Regions from separate parts of the Mus musculus genome. Here region 2 is linked to region 1. A link is a contact called in public Hi-C data. All regions are on one chromosome and are shown on one strand. The core of a region is the stretch at or near the end of the contact, and the rest is flanking DNA. Distances in the headings are between cores, read along the strand shown.

Region 1 (4,417 bases), core at 264-2,763:
GACAAGAACAAACATTTACTAATCCCAGACAGGGCACTTGTGGACAACCTACTAGCACTGAAACAATTCTAAGCTTAGCTTAGTGAACCAGGAAATTTACTGAGCTGTTTCCTGAACCAAGGGTGACTATTTTGCTGAAAGGCTGACCCAGTATGGGGGTTACTCATGAAAGCTGAATCTCTGGGGCACTTTGCTCAATTTGGATGCCAACTCTGTAGGTCACAGTCCCCTCTGCCCAAGTTTTATTGTGTATATAACCTTAGGGTTGAATATTGTTTTTAGGAAATGATGAATTTGTTTTTTGAACCTTCTATGTTTCCTTTCATTCCTGGGTCTTTAGGAGCCTCCCTTCAGGTTAGAAGGTGTCAGTTTAGAGGAAACTGCTACATAAGAATTTAGTTTTTACCAATATCCTCCTGAGAACAGCAAGCACAAGAAATAGATAGCCAACTGTAAGCAGAGAGAATGAAAAGCGAGCTGAGACTGGAGTTGGTGACACCTGTTGTTTTGCAAAGACACAGTCAGAAAGATGCAGTCTTTTGTTTTCCATGTGTGTGTTGTGCATGTATATGTGTTTGCATGTGTGGGTACAGATGTGTGTATGGTCCCAGTTGCCTCTGGATACCAGGGATTACTGTCTAGAGTCTCTCTTGAATGCTTCTCACGTTATATGTTAAGGCAAGCACTCCACCTGAATCCAGAACTCAGATCGTGGCTAATGTAGCTAAACTGTTTCTCTTGTAGTTCATCTCCTTGTTCTGACTGAGAATTATAGATGCCCTGCCATACCCACTCAACATTCTGTGGGTTCTGAGCATCTGAACTTATCTTACATTTCCTGCCCGCAGAGCAAGCACTTTAACCACAGAACCATCTCCTCGGCCCTTTAAAGCTCATCTGACAGGATAAAAATGCAAAAGTGTAAAAAAAAGTCATTAACCTGAGTTTGCACCTAATTTTTTTTATGAGAATTAAAATCATAAATATGACACAATTGAGAGCACAACCTTAATAAACAAAGAGAGTATCCAGGTAATTCAAACACATTTTTAATATCTTGATTATATCTGTATATTTCTTTCAAAGTAAGTACAATGTGAAAACTTTGAGCCTTTACTGGTCTATCTTGTACTAGGAAACGAGTATGTTGAGAAACGGCAGAATACACAGAATTGCAATAGGTAAGCACTTGGGTAAGAACATACAATTACTTAGAATATAATCTCTGTTGATTAGACTTCATGCCAGGACCTTAGTTTGTGTTAGTCGGGAAGCTTAGAGATCCACAGTTTTTCTTTAAGAAGACTGAAATCTATACTTTCATAAAGTAGTATAAAACAGTTTCTAACACACCGGGATGAGGCAGCCTTGACTTTTGAACTTCTGGATTACACAAGCCTCTGAGGCGGCTGCAGCTCCGCCCTGTTCCGCCCGGCTCCTGCTGCAACTACATTTCCCAGAAGCGCGGCGGCTTTTACGTCAGCGTGCTGCTTTCCGGCAGCATTTTACAGCATTTCAAAGTGAAGGCTCGGCTCGCTGTGCACTCTTCTGACATGGGGTCCTCTTTTTCGGGGAGTACCGAGTTTTCCGCTCCTGCCCCCCCAACTGTTTCCACAGCGGTTCCCGCGAACCCACCCGCGAAATCCGCCGTGCCGGCCTCCCCCGCCCGGGACCCTGAGTTAAAAACCTGCTGGAGTTGTCGCGTGCTGTCGGGCTCTACACTCTTCGGGGCGGGCACCTACGTCTATTTGGTGGCCAGGCGGCCCCTGAAGCAAGGAATCCCACCTGGCCCAGGCACCGTTCTGCAGATGGTCATCGGCATCAGTGAGCAGGAGCGGGGACAGCGTGAGGGGTGGGGTGGGGTGGGTGATTACTGGGACGCCTTTCCCCTCACGGCCCTGTAAGAAAGATTACCGAATGATCGACCTTTCTTCTTCAACCATGAGAGGGTTAAATAAAATGCTTTATGCAGAGCACTGGGTAAACTAAAATGTAATATACAAAAGGCACTTTTTTTTCTTGTTCTTTTTTTCAGGTATTGCCTGTTGGGGTGTAGTTGTTCTGGTAGACCCCAAAGGGAAGAGCCACCCAGTTATTTGAAAATACCAGCAGTTCATTGTTGTCTATCATCACTGGCTTCTGGGCAGACAGAACAAGCGTTGGGTTGGTGGATATTCGTTGCACACACGGCCAAGGATGTACTTAACTGTAAGGACATACCGAGAAGATTGTGAAGATATGAGCTGTCATTCTTTGGCCATGGATGCTTACGGTTTACCCCCTCTCAGATTATAAAGAGACAAATAAACCCCTTGGAAGCAAACATGGTTCTCTGTCTTGTCCAGGGAGGTTATGTGCTGTTCAGTTTATACTGAAAGATAACGTTTTTGAGAACATATTAAAATGGGATAAATGATAAACCAACAGCAAAATAAACTATTTTTTAAATAATAAGTAGTTCTTTTAATTTTTCTAAACATATCAACAGTTATTGGCAACCTAACCCTAAATAGGTACATGAGAGTTTTTCAAACTTTCCAAATTATCTTCAAGTCCACCCCTGATTATATTATTGCATCTGAAAGCCTTGGACCTAGCCATTGGGTGTCCTTTAGTGGCTCATCCGTTCAGTGATGGAGCAAATTTTTCTTCCTAGTTCTGTCTTTCACAGCTGACTTAGTTTCAGAGAGCCAGGAGTTCCTTTATACATTAAATGTCAGTATGTAATAAAAGATGTAAATGAAAATATTTGAGAAAAATTCCAAAAGAAAAATCTGCTGATGGCTTTTTCCGTAGATATTTAGGATGAGTTTATAAGGGCTTTAAAAAGTTATAAAAGTAATGTATGCTTACTGTCAACTAATACTGAGGCTTCTCTGCAAGCATGTTTATTTAGGTGGTTCTTCAAAGCAGAAAAGGACTATGAAGTTCAGTACCAGTTTACAAGTTTTGACTACTATTTTGAGCAGATAATATTGTTCAGCTGGAACCTCTATACAAGCTGGGAAACCCCATCTACCTCCTTCTACCAACCCTGCATGCACTGGGAAAACTCACAAAGAATAGCACCCAAAACCCAGTTCTACATATCTGGGAGCCGATGCAGCCTGCCTTTCTGACATGGCCAGCCCACTCAAGTGCCCGCCAGTATATCCAGCTTTTGACCCTCCATACATGGACACAGCCCCAGCTCCTGGCCAACACACCATCTCCTGAGGTCTATAAAACCCTCGTGTCTTAGCCCTGACTGTAATATCCTCAGCCCTGGTCTTGGAGACTAAAGAATCTGCAAAGAAGGAGTGCCAAATCTGCATTTATTTATATCACCAAGAGAGAAAATACTTAATAATTATTACTTTAATATTCTTGAATTCTATACATTGAATATGAATTATTTTGATCATACCTCTCATGCTATTCTTTCAACTGCTTAGCTACCTCTGCAACCCTTCCTTTCAATAAGTTCCCCTCTTGTCTTTTTTTTTTTTTTAATGATACACCGAGTTTAATTAGGACTACTTGCATAAGTATAGGTAGGAATCTTAAAAATCTTAAAGTAATGAAGTGAATTTTGTTTTTTTGTTTGTTTCTGAGTATATCAGAAAATTGTCTATAATGACTGTAATGGTGCCATTTATTTATTTATTGTTTGGTTTTTCTCAACCTGACACTAGTGTTTTCAATTTAAAAAAGAAAATCCCCTTTTAGATTGCTTATGGGCAAATCTGGGATATTTTCTTGATTAATGATTATGTGGGAAGGCCCAGCCCACTGTGGATAGTACCACCCCCTCACCGGTAGTCCTGGACAGTATTAAAAAGAAAGCTGAGCAAGCTAAGGGCAGCAACCCAGTAAGCAACACTCTCTGACGTTAGAGTTTCAGTTCCTGCTTCCAGGTTCCTGCCCTGAGTTCCTACATTGGCTTCCATGATAATAGACTGTAAGCTGTAAAACTAAATTAACCCTTTTTTCCCCAGGCTGCCTGTAGTCATGATGTTTTATCACTACAGTAGAAACCATAATTGAGTTAGAGTATATTTGACATATATACCCTAGTCTACAATGTTACTAATAAAAATGGTTATATTCATCTCAACCTTTAACACAACATGTATTTGGGGGTTTTGTTTTTTATTTTCCTGAGAAGTGTCTTCAGTCCTAGTGCTGAGTGCTAACTGCCTAGAGTGGTTGTTACTGAAACCTGGGTGACTATAGCCGTTTATCAAAATAGAAGTGAAGTTTACTATATTTGATGGTCTTTTACATCAAATATTTCTCTTTTCCAATGTTGTTTGATTCCATTGTACCCAGAAGAGAACTTCAAGAATGGAAATTATTCTCACAACCCCTACAGCCGTTTCATTAACTGAGTTTTTAAGAGTCTTAATCACTTATTGACATTTCAGCTAAGTTCATA
Region 2 (4,556 bases), core at 603-3,102, 540 kb before region 1:
CTTAACCTATGCCTTGAATTTGACTATTGACTCCCTCTTTCTACCTATCCTGCTTGTTTTGATAATGGCAGTGGCTATACCAACTGGAGTCTGCTCTCGCACCAAATATGTAGGCAACCACCATTGGCTCTTTTTGTTCCCATAGACTCCATATGATGGAAGGCATGTATTAGATGTCAGACCATGGTAATGGTACTGTGGTTGGAACGTTAGCAGGTGGAGTTTATTTATTTATTGAGCCAGGCAATTTATGACGTAGCACACAAGAATAAACTAAGCAAAGTTTAAGAATAAACAAAACTAGTAAACCTTTACTATCCTTGGACCCATAGCTAGAAAGTGTGCTTAATTTTAAGGATCCTTAGACCTAGTTTTAAACAAGAGGGTAAGTTTTGCACATGTTCCTTCCCTGGTGTTCTGGTTCTGCAAGGGGCTATGAACTGTTAAAAACACAAACTCCCAAATCATCCCCATAGCATTTTGATGTACAGCCTCACCTGAAGGCACAAAGTAGGGAGCCTATCTGTCTTCTGTGTTTCCCAGGTAAGGAGACCCTGGAATAAGTGGCTTACTCTGGGTGGCAGCTTGCACATTGCTCTTCGGAAACATCAATACTTCCTAGTGATACATACTCAACCTTGAGCTCAGGCTTGCAGAGGAAACCTAGCTGATGCTAGAGCCACAGAGACACAGTAACATGTAAGTTATTTGTGGCTTTGGCATGCTTGCCTTTTGTAAATGACAGATTCACATGGTTGAACCTGATTCCTAGGTACACAGCAATGTGTTTAAAAAAGATACTGCTATGAGAAAACAACCTGATGCCTTAGGTCCAGTGTATCCTTAAGCAGAATATATTCCCATTCACTGTGGAGCACGTTCCTTTGACTCTACTCTAAATGCTCTGCCATCAATAATTAAATGCATCTGGTGTACTGAAGCACACACACACACACACACACACACATGAAATGGGAGGAACATTTTACACTACTCATCCTTTTTCTACTGGGCAGTTTATTGAAGAAAGAAAAATGCAAAATGCAATTCTCTAGCCTAAATTATGCTAGTTTTTGTTGTGCTGCATGCATTCACGCTCCAGTGGCACTAACTGACTTCATTTATAGGACACGCGTGAATTTGAACTTACAGTACAATAGAGAAGGAAACAGGTTGTGAACACAAGCAGCCAGTGACAATATCAGGGAAACACTGAAAGAAATGGGACATAACAAGCTACGACTAATTATTTAACTGAGGTGGTGAAACCCTCTTGGCAGGAACAAAGTTACCAAAGACACATTTGTATTTCTCCCTTCAGCTATCAAACTATTGAAACGATGGTTCCCCCAGTGAATCAGCATTTCTCCCAGAACCTTGTGCTGTGGGAAGAAAAGGCAGAAGACTTACTCTAGCCAGAAGAGTTTGTCTCCCAAAGAAAAGATTTCACCCAGTTGTGACAGACAAGTTGTCAGACTACCTTCCAGGAGAGATTGGAGTCAGACAATGAGGGGGTCACAGGGACAGGACCACTCCAGGACCAGAGCTGCCTATTTATGCTGCCTCTTGCCATCAATTAAACATTAACCTCAAACAAGGACCTTACCTATGGACTTGAATAAAACCCCTCCTCGGTTGGTCTCAGTTACTAGTTTCTTTAGTTGCTCAACTGCCAACAGGTGGCTTAGCTGATACAAGGGCTTAGGCTTTGATCTTCACAATGCTGATAAGAACTCTGGCAAGCTAGGGCATGGGGAAAAAAAAGACACATTTGGGGTGACAGCCACTCTCAATAAGCTGTCCCTGGAAGGAGAGGAAGATTGAATGTCCCATGCAGCTGCTACAATTACTTTATTGCATGGACTTTTCTTATCTTTCTACTTCAGCTGGCAGTAGCTGGTCTCCACATCTACTTGGTGAAACAGAGAGCTGAATACTTGGTCTTACCTTTGGTAAATTTCTACCTAATCTGTGCACTTTGCGTGTTGTTTCCTTTTAGATTAGGGTTCCCTTTGAGCTGTTTTGCTTCCTTTAAAATCACTTTTTATGGCTGCTATTTGTTGACCAGTTTGATCCTTCAGTTATAAACTGTTCACATGACAGGTCTTATCAATCTGGAAGCTATTTTTGAGTATATTTAGAATTGTATTGAACTACTTGTGTAACTGCCATGTAACGGGAAAGATGAAATATGTTTGTCTGTCTACTTTCTACTGAGTCACTGGAATCCTGTTGAACTGCAAGACACAGTGAAACAGGATTGTTGAGGAGACACTAAGGTCTTTACAACCATGGAAACATTGTTAATGCATGAGCTCTAGGGAGTAGTCTTTCATAAACTTGTGAAATCAGGGACAAGATCAAATCCATCCCTAGACTTTCTGAAAAATCAGAGAGAGCAAGCCTATGGTCACTTCAACTTAGAATGTGAAAAGCACTTATCTCATAAAAAATTATTCTTTTTAGCATTTAAATCACACACAGACACACACAGACACAGACACACACACACACACACACACACACACACACACACACACAGGGAGGGAGAGAAAAAGAGAGAGAGATCTTTTCAGCTTATGGAAGAGTTTATTAGGGCTTATAGTTTCAAAGGAATAAGAATCCATGACGGCAGTGAGGCACAACATCAAGTGGCATGGCAGGTTTGGATGCAGGAAGAGGATACTGAGCAATAACAACTTAAATTGCAATCAGGAAGTCACGAAGCAGAGACACAAACTGGAAGTGGAGTCAGGCTGTGACTTTGGTTTCTTTTGTTTTTAATGTTTGTTTGTTTCTTTTACTTTTTTTTAAATTAGTTGTTTTCTTCATTTAAATTTCAAATTCTATCCCCTTGCTTAGTTTCCTCTCCAAAATGTCCCTATATACCTCCCCCACCCCCCTGCTCCCCAGCCCACCCACTCCCACTTCCTGGCCCTGGCATTCCCTATACTGGGGCATAGAATCTTCAAACCTCCAAGGGTCTCTTCTCCCCATTGATGGCCAACTAGGCCATCCTCTGCTACATATGCAGCTAGAGACACAAGCTCTGGGGGTACTAGTTAGTTCATTTTGTTGTTCCTACTATAGGACTGTGGACCAGGCTGCCCTCAAACTCACAAAGATAAAATACTGGCATTTAAGGTGTGTACTAATATGCCTGGCTAGGTGCTACAAACTCTTAAAGCCCTCCTGCCTACAACTAGTGGGAAGGGACCCACTTCCTACAAGAAGTTAGCACTTCCTACATCTCTCCCCAAAGAACCAACCACCTTGGATCAAGTGTTTAAAAGCTTAAGTGAAAGGAAGAGAGAAAAACTTTAGGAAATGTTTTGTAGGAAGTACTGTCTTCACACATTTCCACATGGCATTTTCAGAGGTCCTTAGTGTTAATCATCCTTCCTTATACCCTTCCTACCATGCCCTGCCATTTACTACCCTGTTTAGCCCTTCCTGTTCTTTTGTTCCTCTTTACTCTTTCTATCCCCTTCCTTGAAATCTGACCTATAGCCCCTTCTTAGTTTCCAACATGTATTGCCATTCCAATGATACATACGGATCTCAAGATTTGAAGCCAGCATTCATGTGTGCAACAGAAGAGGAAGTATTTGTCTTTCCAGTCTGAGTTGCCTCACTCAGTCTGATCATCTCCAGCTCCACATGTTTACCAGTGAATTTCCTTTTCTTTTACAGCTGAATAATAAATAGTCTATCGGGTATATTAGCGATATAGTTCATTATCCATTTGTCAGTTTATGGATGTCTAGGCAGTTCCTATTTCCTGGCTATTGTGAATAAAGCAGCAATGAACATGGAGAAAAAAGTATGTTTGTGGGAAGATATGTAGAGAGAGTCCTTTGGGAATAGGTCCAGAAATGAAACTGCTGAATAATGTGGTAGGTTGATTTCTACCATTTTGTAGAACCTCCACACAAATTTCCATAGTGGCTGTACTTCTACAAAAAAATGAATATGTGTTCCCACTGTGTACTGTATGGATGCATCACCAGTCAACAACAAAAAACAAAAAAACAAAGAAAGAAAGGAAGAAAGGAAGAAAGAAAGAAAGGAAGAAAGAAAGAAAGAAAGAAAGAAAGAAAGAAAGAAAGAAAGAAAGAAAGAAAGAAAGAAAAGCAAACCCTTATGGCCTATAGGAATGTGTAGAATAGAAGGTGGGACATCCAGGAGGCAGAAAGGATTCCAAGATAGAGCTAAGCTTAGGAGGATGTGCCCTGGGATGTGAAGCAGGATAAATGCATGAAAGCTGAACAGAGGGGAGCCAGTCATGTGGAAGAACTTAGATTAGAATAAACAGGATATTACATTATGAGGTAGCCAGGGAATTGTAAATATATTTTAGTCTCAGAGTCATTATTCTGAAAGTTTGGTGCTGGAAGGAAAAACACCCCACAACATATAACTGAATTTGTTGTTCTTTGCTTTATTAGTCTTAACCTTTCTGCTTAGGATAACATGGAATCTCAATGTAGTTGTGGCTTGCATTTCCCAGGTGGCTAAAGATGGTGAAAATTTTTCAAATATTTATTGGCTTTTGA

Evidence for each region. A called contact is a pair of places that touch in the nucleus more often than the background predicts.
Region 2: a Hi-C map of the G1E-ER4 cell line shows a contact between it and region 1, with 3 times the contacts expected there. The contact joins the enhancer-like site here to the promoter of Dmac1 in region 1. A contact is called at or near these places in 1 of 39 promoter capture datasets (hippocampal neurons), 2 of 484 Hi-C or Micro-C datasets (both in the G1E-ER4 cell line) and 1 of 115 datasets of contacts at active chromatin or transcription factors (astrocytes).

The regions. Positions count from the first base shown.
Region 1 is chr4:75,275,388-75,279,804 of GRCm38.p6, reverse strand. It overlaps Dmac1 (distal membrane arm assembly complex 1), which reads left to right and starts at 1,513. Exons shown (of 2, transcript NM_025849.4): 1 at 1,513-1,824; 2 at 2,036-2,454. The coding sequence starts at 1,554. The coding sequence ends at 2,100.
Region 2 is chr4:75,816,642-75,821,197 of GRCm38.p6, reverse strand. No RefSeq gene overlaps it. Among named protein-coding and RNA genes, the nearest start is that of Gm42300, 230 kb to the right of the region's middle. Within about 2 kb of position 1,852, at least 10 of the 459 cell types and tissues checked have an H3K27ac peak or open chromatin away from gene starts, as enhancers often do. A contact at or near this core is called in the G1E-ER4 cell line, where this site is marked.